2 separate regions of the Mus musculus genome follow, and region 2 is linked to region 1. The links are chromatin contacts, called in public Hi-C maps. All regions are on one chromosome and are shown on one strand. Each heading gives the region's core, a stretch centred on a gene start, on an enhancer-like site or on the middle of the called end of the contact. The rest is flanking DNA. Distances are from core to core; before and after follow the strand shown.

The links. A called contact is a pair of places that touch in the nucleus more often than the background predicts.
Region 2: a contact with region 1 is called in a Hi-C map of bone marrow-derived macrophages, with 14 read pairs. The contact joins two enhancer-like sites. A contact is called at or near these places in 2 of 484 Hi-C or Micro-C datasets (bone marrow-derived macrophages and nephron progenitors) and 1 of 115 datasets of contacts at active chromatin or transcription factors (fibro-adipogenic progenitors).

Annotation. Positions count from the first base shown.
Region 1 is chr15:67,480,539-67,483,369 of GRCm38.p6, reverse strand. No RefSeq gene overlaps it. Among named protein-coding and RNA genes, the nearest start is that of 1700012I11Rik, 260 kb to the right of the region's middle. Within about 2 kb of position 1,484, at least 42 of the 459 cell types and tissues checked have an H3K27ac peak or open chromatin away from gene starts, as enhancers often do. A contact at or near this core is called in bone marrow-derived macrophages, where this site is marked.
Region 2 is chr15:67,988,323-67,991,153 of GRCm38.p6, reverse strand. No RefSeq gene overlaps it. Among named protein-coding and RNA genes, the nearest start is that of Zfat, 270 kb to the left of the region's middle. Within about 2 kb of position 1,348, at least 8 of the 459 cell types and tissues checked have an H3K27ac peak or open chromatin away from gene starts, as enhancers often do. A contact at or near this core is called in bone marrow-derived macrophages, where this site is marked.

The sequences.
Region 1 (2,831 bases), core at 235-2,734:
CTCCTTCCACAGGCACATGTGTGAGGCACAGCTACCTCCTCTAATCCAGTTCCCTGATGAATGTCCTCTCTTCAGTCCTGCCTCTCTTATTCTTTCTCTTGAGCACAAGCAGTCAGTAATCTCTATTTGTTTTTATCAGACATGAAATCTCTTTAGAATATTACCCACTGGAGTGTGTCACATATTGGCTGTCCATCAATAAAAAGTGTAGATTGGTCCAGGGATCCACAATGGATGCTGAAATCTTCAGATGTTTAAGTCTCTCATATTAATTAGCATAGTACTCAGGTGTAACTCCTATGCACACTTTCCTGAAGATTTGAAATCATCTCTTGATTACCTATGCTATCTACTGAAATGAAACACTCTACAATTAGTTGCTATATTGTAACTAATTTAAAGAATATGATAGGAGAGTGTGCACTTTCAGTACAAAAATTTTCCTAAATATTTTCGGCATATGATTGGTTGAATCTAGGAATGTGGAACATCTAAAAATGGAGGACTAACTACAATTATTTGCTAGCTAGGTTAATGTCTCTTTTTCCTTTAGAATGTAAATTGCATAAAATAAGAAACTTAACTCTAGTATTCTCTCTTCTCCAAGCCTAGGACATGGGACACTGGAGAGCTCAATGAGTAAATATAAGAAGATACTCATTCAAAGATCCAACAAGTCCATGGAATTTAGGCTGCTCTATATACCTCGGATTTGGGTAGTATAGCCTCGTGTAGATTAGTCCAACAATCCTGTGGAGATATTTTTACCACAGTCATCTCTGGGTCAGAATTTGATTTGCCTCCTAGGTGTCAGTAAGATGTGAAACATTAGTCTACAAAAATCAGGGAGTTTGGAAACAGCTTTATCAGGCTTGACTCTCATGGAAGTTCTTTGTACAAAACAGAGACACAGTTCTTAGTACATCTCTTTGGAGACTGTATTACCATCAGAGGTCCTGGATGCTAGAAAATGGGACCTATACCCCTTTCCTTCGAGGCAAAGGACACTGCTATTTCTTAGCACTAAAGGCCATTGTATTGGTCAATTCATTTCTTTATTAAAATATCCGAGACTGGATAACAAGTGTAGTATACACCATAAAAATATATTATTTGACATTTTGGAGGTTGGAAAGTCAAAGTGAAAGTTCCACTGGGTTCTTTGTCTGCCAATAACCCAATCTCTGCTTCCAATTTGGCTACTTCCTAGATTCTCTTGTACATTCTCCAGTGGGAATGGATGTCTCCTCATATGACAAAAGAAACAAATGGGCAAAGAGTATAGATAATTCCCTCCAGTCATTTTAAGAAGGTGCTAAACTCATCACTGAGTGTAGGGCCTTCATTGCCTAATCCCTGCCTAAAGCTCCACCCCCAGTACTGATGGACTAGAGATTCAGTTGCAACATAACTACCACAGAGGACACACATATTCAGACCATGGCACCTCGGGTGCTGCCTTAGTCATTCTGAAAGTGAAGTGTTTTTCTGAGGAAGTTGGGAGTAGTTTCCAGGGTACACCCTACATGTCACTTGGCCTAAACTGTAGAAGCAATGAAACTGGCACAGAACTTCCGGAGGAGGGCCAAAAGTCAGCCAGACAGAAGAGCCACTTCCAATGTAATAAGCATGGATGGAGCAATAAAATAGCTTGCAATAGCCTTTCTGAGCACCATCTGTTTTCACACTGTATGGAACAGGGCAGGGAGGTATTCAGGCAGTGTCTATGCTTAAGTGTGTCAGCCTTGGCTTTATCACTTGACTCACTGCCTTCTGAAAGTTTACTCACACTGAACCCAGAGAAGCATTCTGTCAAGTAAATAGGACAAGTATGGTCTCAAATCATCTGAATATCTTCGTGTAGTAAGTAGAACTCCAAAGATAAGTACTTATATACATAGTATTTACAAGTATGAACAAGGGAAGTATTCCCCTTCTTGCTTTCCACGTTTCCCAGTCATCATCAGTGTATTTACTCCTTGCCACAATCTTCCACCTACCTTCTTCCATCTCAACCTCTGTACCACAGAGGGTGGAGCACCTTGATTAAATTTCCCAAAAGAAATCCAGAAACTCTTAAATGCTACTTTCCTTATATCTTTCTCTGCTCAAGACCCAGCAAAAAAACCATACCATCCTGAGGCCCAGAGGCCGTGGCAGAAAAGTTAAAGTCAAATGCAGGTTAATATCAAAAGGAGTGGCAGAAACAAGAACTGTAATGCGAATGGCGTCATTTCATCTGTCTTCACAAAAATACCTCTTTCCTCATGGCTACTGAGAGGCAGGAGTAACAGAGAGTAACATAGTGACAGCTGTGCCCCCATATCTTCATTCAAACCAGACATTCTTCTTTCTCATGACTGTAGGGGCCAGACAGTTCAGAGACACCACAAGAAAACCCACCGAAGCAACTAACCAGAGTTCATAGGGTCTCAATCAGGGGCCCTGCAAGGGTCTGACCTAGGTCATATTCATATATGTTATGGTTGTGTAGCTTGGTGTGCTATTGGACTCCTGATAATGGAAGCAGAGGCTGTCTATGTCTCTTGACCTTGCTTTTGTGACCCTTTCCTCCCACTGGGTTGCCTCATTCAGCCTTAATACGAGGGGAGGTGCCTAGTCTTATTGTAACTTGATATGCCATGTTAGGTTGATATTTAGGCAAGGCCTGCTCTTTTCTGGGGGGAAGCAGAGGAGGAGTGGATCTGGGGGAGAGAGGAAGCTGGGAGGAGATGAAGGAGGGCAAACTGTGGTCAGGATTTAATATACAAGCAAAGAATAAAAATTTTAAAATATACATGTAAAAAAAAAACAGAAAATGCTTCTCCCTT
Region 2 (2,831 bases), core at 99-2,598, 510 kb before region 1:
TATCTCCTGGTTCCTCTTGTTCATCTCACATCACCGTATCTATTCACTATGACAGCAATATTTTCTAATTAGAAGATTCAGCATTCTCAGGAAGAAACTCTTGAGTGGCTAAGGTATCTGTGGAAATTCTCTCATTGGATCTGGGAGAAGAGAAGGCACTGATTTAAGCTGACAGTGATCTCCTCTGAGCCCAGTTATAAGTCAAGTATTGCTGAAGATGAGTAAAAACCACTAAAGCAATTACCAAGCATAGATTTTCGATAACTCATAAAGCAACAATAACAATGATATAGCTACCTCAGAAGTACTTTCCAGTCATGGCAAGATACAGCCCCATGGACAACCTTGTGTCTCAAGTAGTAAACATCTTTACCGATTTATTGTTAAAATTGGAAAATGTGAGATATTTCAAACTTAAAGAAAGCAAAAGTTTGCATTCCAGACTGTTCTCTGTTTTAAACATGTGTTGATATTTGATATTTCATTTTACTTGTGTGAGATATATATATGATGTATACCCATGTGTGTGCATAGCCTCTGGACATATGGAGGCCAGGAGAGGGTGTGTTGAGTGTCCAGATCTACCCCTCTATCACTCCTTGAAGGTAGGGTCTCTTGATGAATCTGGAACAAGGCTGGTGGCCAGCAAGCTGAACAATCCTCCTGTCTCTGCTTCCCATACCCCTCAATACTGGGGATATGGGTACAGCTACATTGACCTGTTAAATGGGTGGTGGGGATTTGAACTCAGGTTCCCAAGCTTGCACAGCAAACACTCTGACCCAGTCTCCCTTCCATCCACATTTTATCTTTTAGTCAGCTCAGCTGTTTTAAAGAATGGCAAGAGGCTGGTTTGTTCAGGTTTAATTTTTCACTGTCCTGGAGACCAAAGTCATTGGTCACAAATTTGACATGGCAAATGCTGGTGGTGTGGGGCTTGTGGGAAGGGTTTCTTCTGCATGGCAGACAGCTATCATTACATGGAAGAAAGTATGGAGGGGGAGGCAGGGAAGCTCTCATTCACCAACATTCCACACTCATTATCTAATTACCTCCCAGGGGTCAGATACAATTGCAGCCATGTTGGGATATGTGAACATTCAGTCCATAACACTGCTGTTTTGGCTTATTGTTTCTTAATAGGCTTATTGAATTTTATTTATATAACATTAAATTCACTCAGCTTGAATATACAATTCAATTATATTTAGTAACCTTGCCAAATGCAGCCATCACTGTAAATCAATTTCAAGACATTTTTTTTATCCGTACGACAAGATCACATGTGTCTATATTAATCCATGTTTCCAACCACAGCTCCAAGCAACCAGCACTTTATTTTTGGTTCTGTATTTTGCTTATTCTTGAGTTTCTTTTACAGAATTACGTAATATGAGGCTTTTTGTATCTGGCTTATTTCACTTAATGTCATGAAAATGAACCTCATCTGGTGCTGTGGCATGCATCATTATTGCATTTTAAAGTTGTTTTCTTATTAATTTATTTCTTATGTGTGTATACACATGCATGTCTCGATGTGTATGGATGTGGAGTTTGGAAGACTGGTTGCAGGAAGGAGACAGCTTTTGTTCTTCCATCATGCGGGTTCTGGGGACTTGTCAGGTCTGGTGTCATCTGTTTTTACTCAATGAGCCATCTCAATTCCTTATTGCTAAATCCTATTCACTTTAGTGAATACATTACACTTCAGTGATCTATCCCACAATTAATAGACACATAGCTTACTTGAAACTTTTTCTATTTGAACAAGACTGCAGTGAATATTCACATGCTATTCAACATTTTCCTTGCCCTTGAATAGAGAACTAAGAGTAGATCAGTGGCTCCTCTCAGGTCCGTGTCTAACATTCTAGAAACTGCTGGAATGTTTTCCAAAGTGTTTGCACAACGTCCTTATCACTGGTGATGTGCTATTACCCATGTTTCTACGTCTTCAGAATTCAGCTTTAATCCTTTTCCTGTATTATACTTACTCTCTGTGGGAATGTATTTTGCTGTGGTTTTGTTCATATCCCTATATTAGCACCTGCAATGTATAAATTAGCCATTTCATAACTGATGACACTTCTATGCATAATTTTCCCATCCTTTGATTGTTTTGTGTTATAGGATATATGTCGTTTTTGAAAATTATGGGTATGAGTCCTTTCTTGAGTATGAATTTTGCAAATATTTTCTACCAGTCAATTGTTTTATATGCTTATTTACTTACAACAGTCATTTGAAATTAAAATATTTGTCAGGTAGGCATATTTATTTTTAGTCCCAGCACTTGGGAGACAGATGCAGGGAGATCTCTTTGAGTCCTAGACCAGTCTTGTCTGTATAGTGAGTTTCAGGATAGCCAAGGCGACATAGTGAGAACTTGTCTCAAAGCTATATATATATATATATATATATATATATATATATATATGTATATGTATATGTATATGTATATATGTATATATGCGTATGCGTATGCGTATGCGTATGCGTATGCGTATGCGTATGCGTATGCGTATGCGTATGCGTATGCGTATGCGTATATGTATATGTATATGTATATGTATATGTATACACACACACACACACATACATACATACACACACACACACACACACACACACACACGTGTGTCTATACCTCACAGTTTAGGGATAATGGGCATGCACTGTCACACCTGGGTTTTTACCTGGGTGCTAGGAATCTGAACTCAGGTACTCATGCTTAAGCAACAAGTATTTTAACCACTGAGCTATCTCTGTAGAACTGTCCTATGCTGCTTTTAGAAGTTGATCTCATTCAAGCTTCTGAATCATTTTGAGTC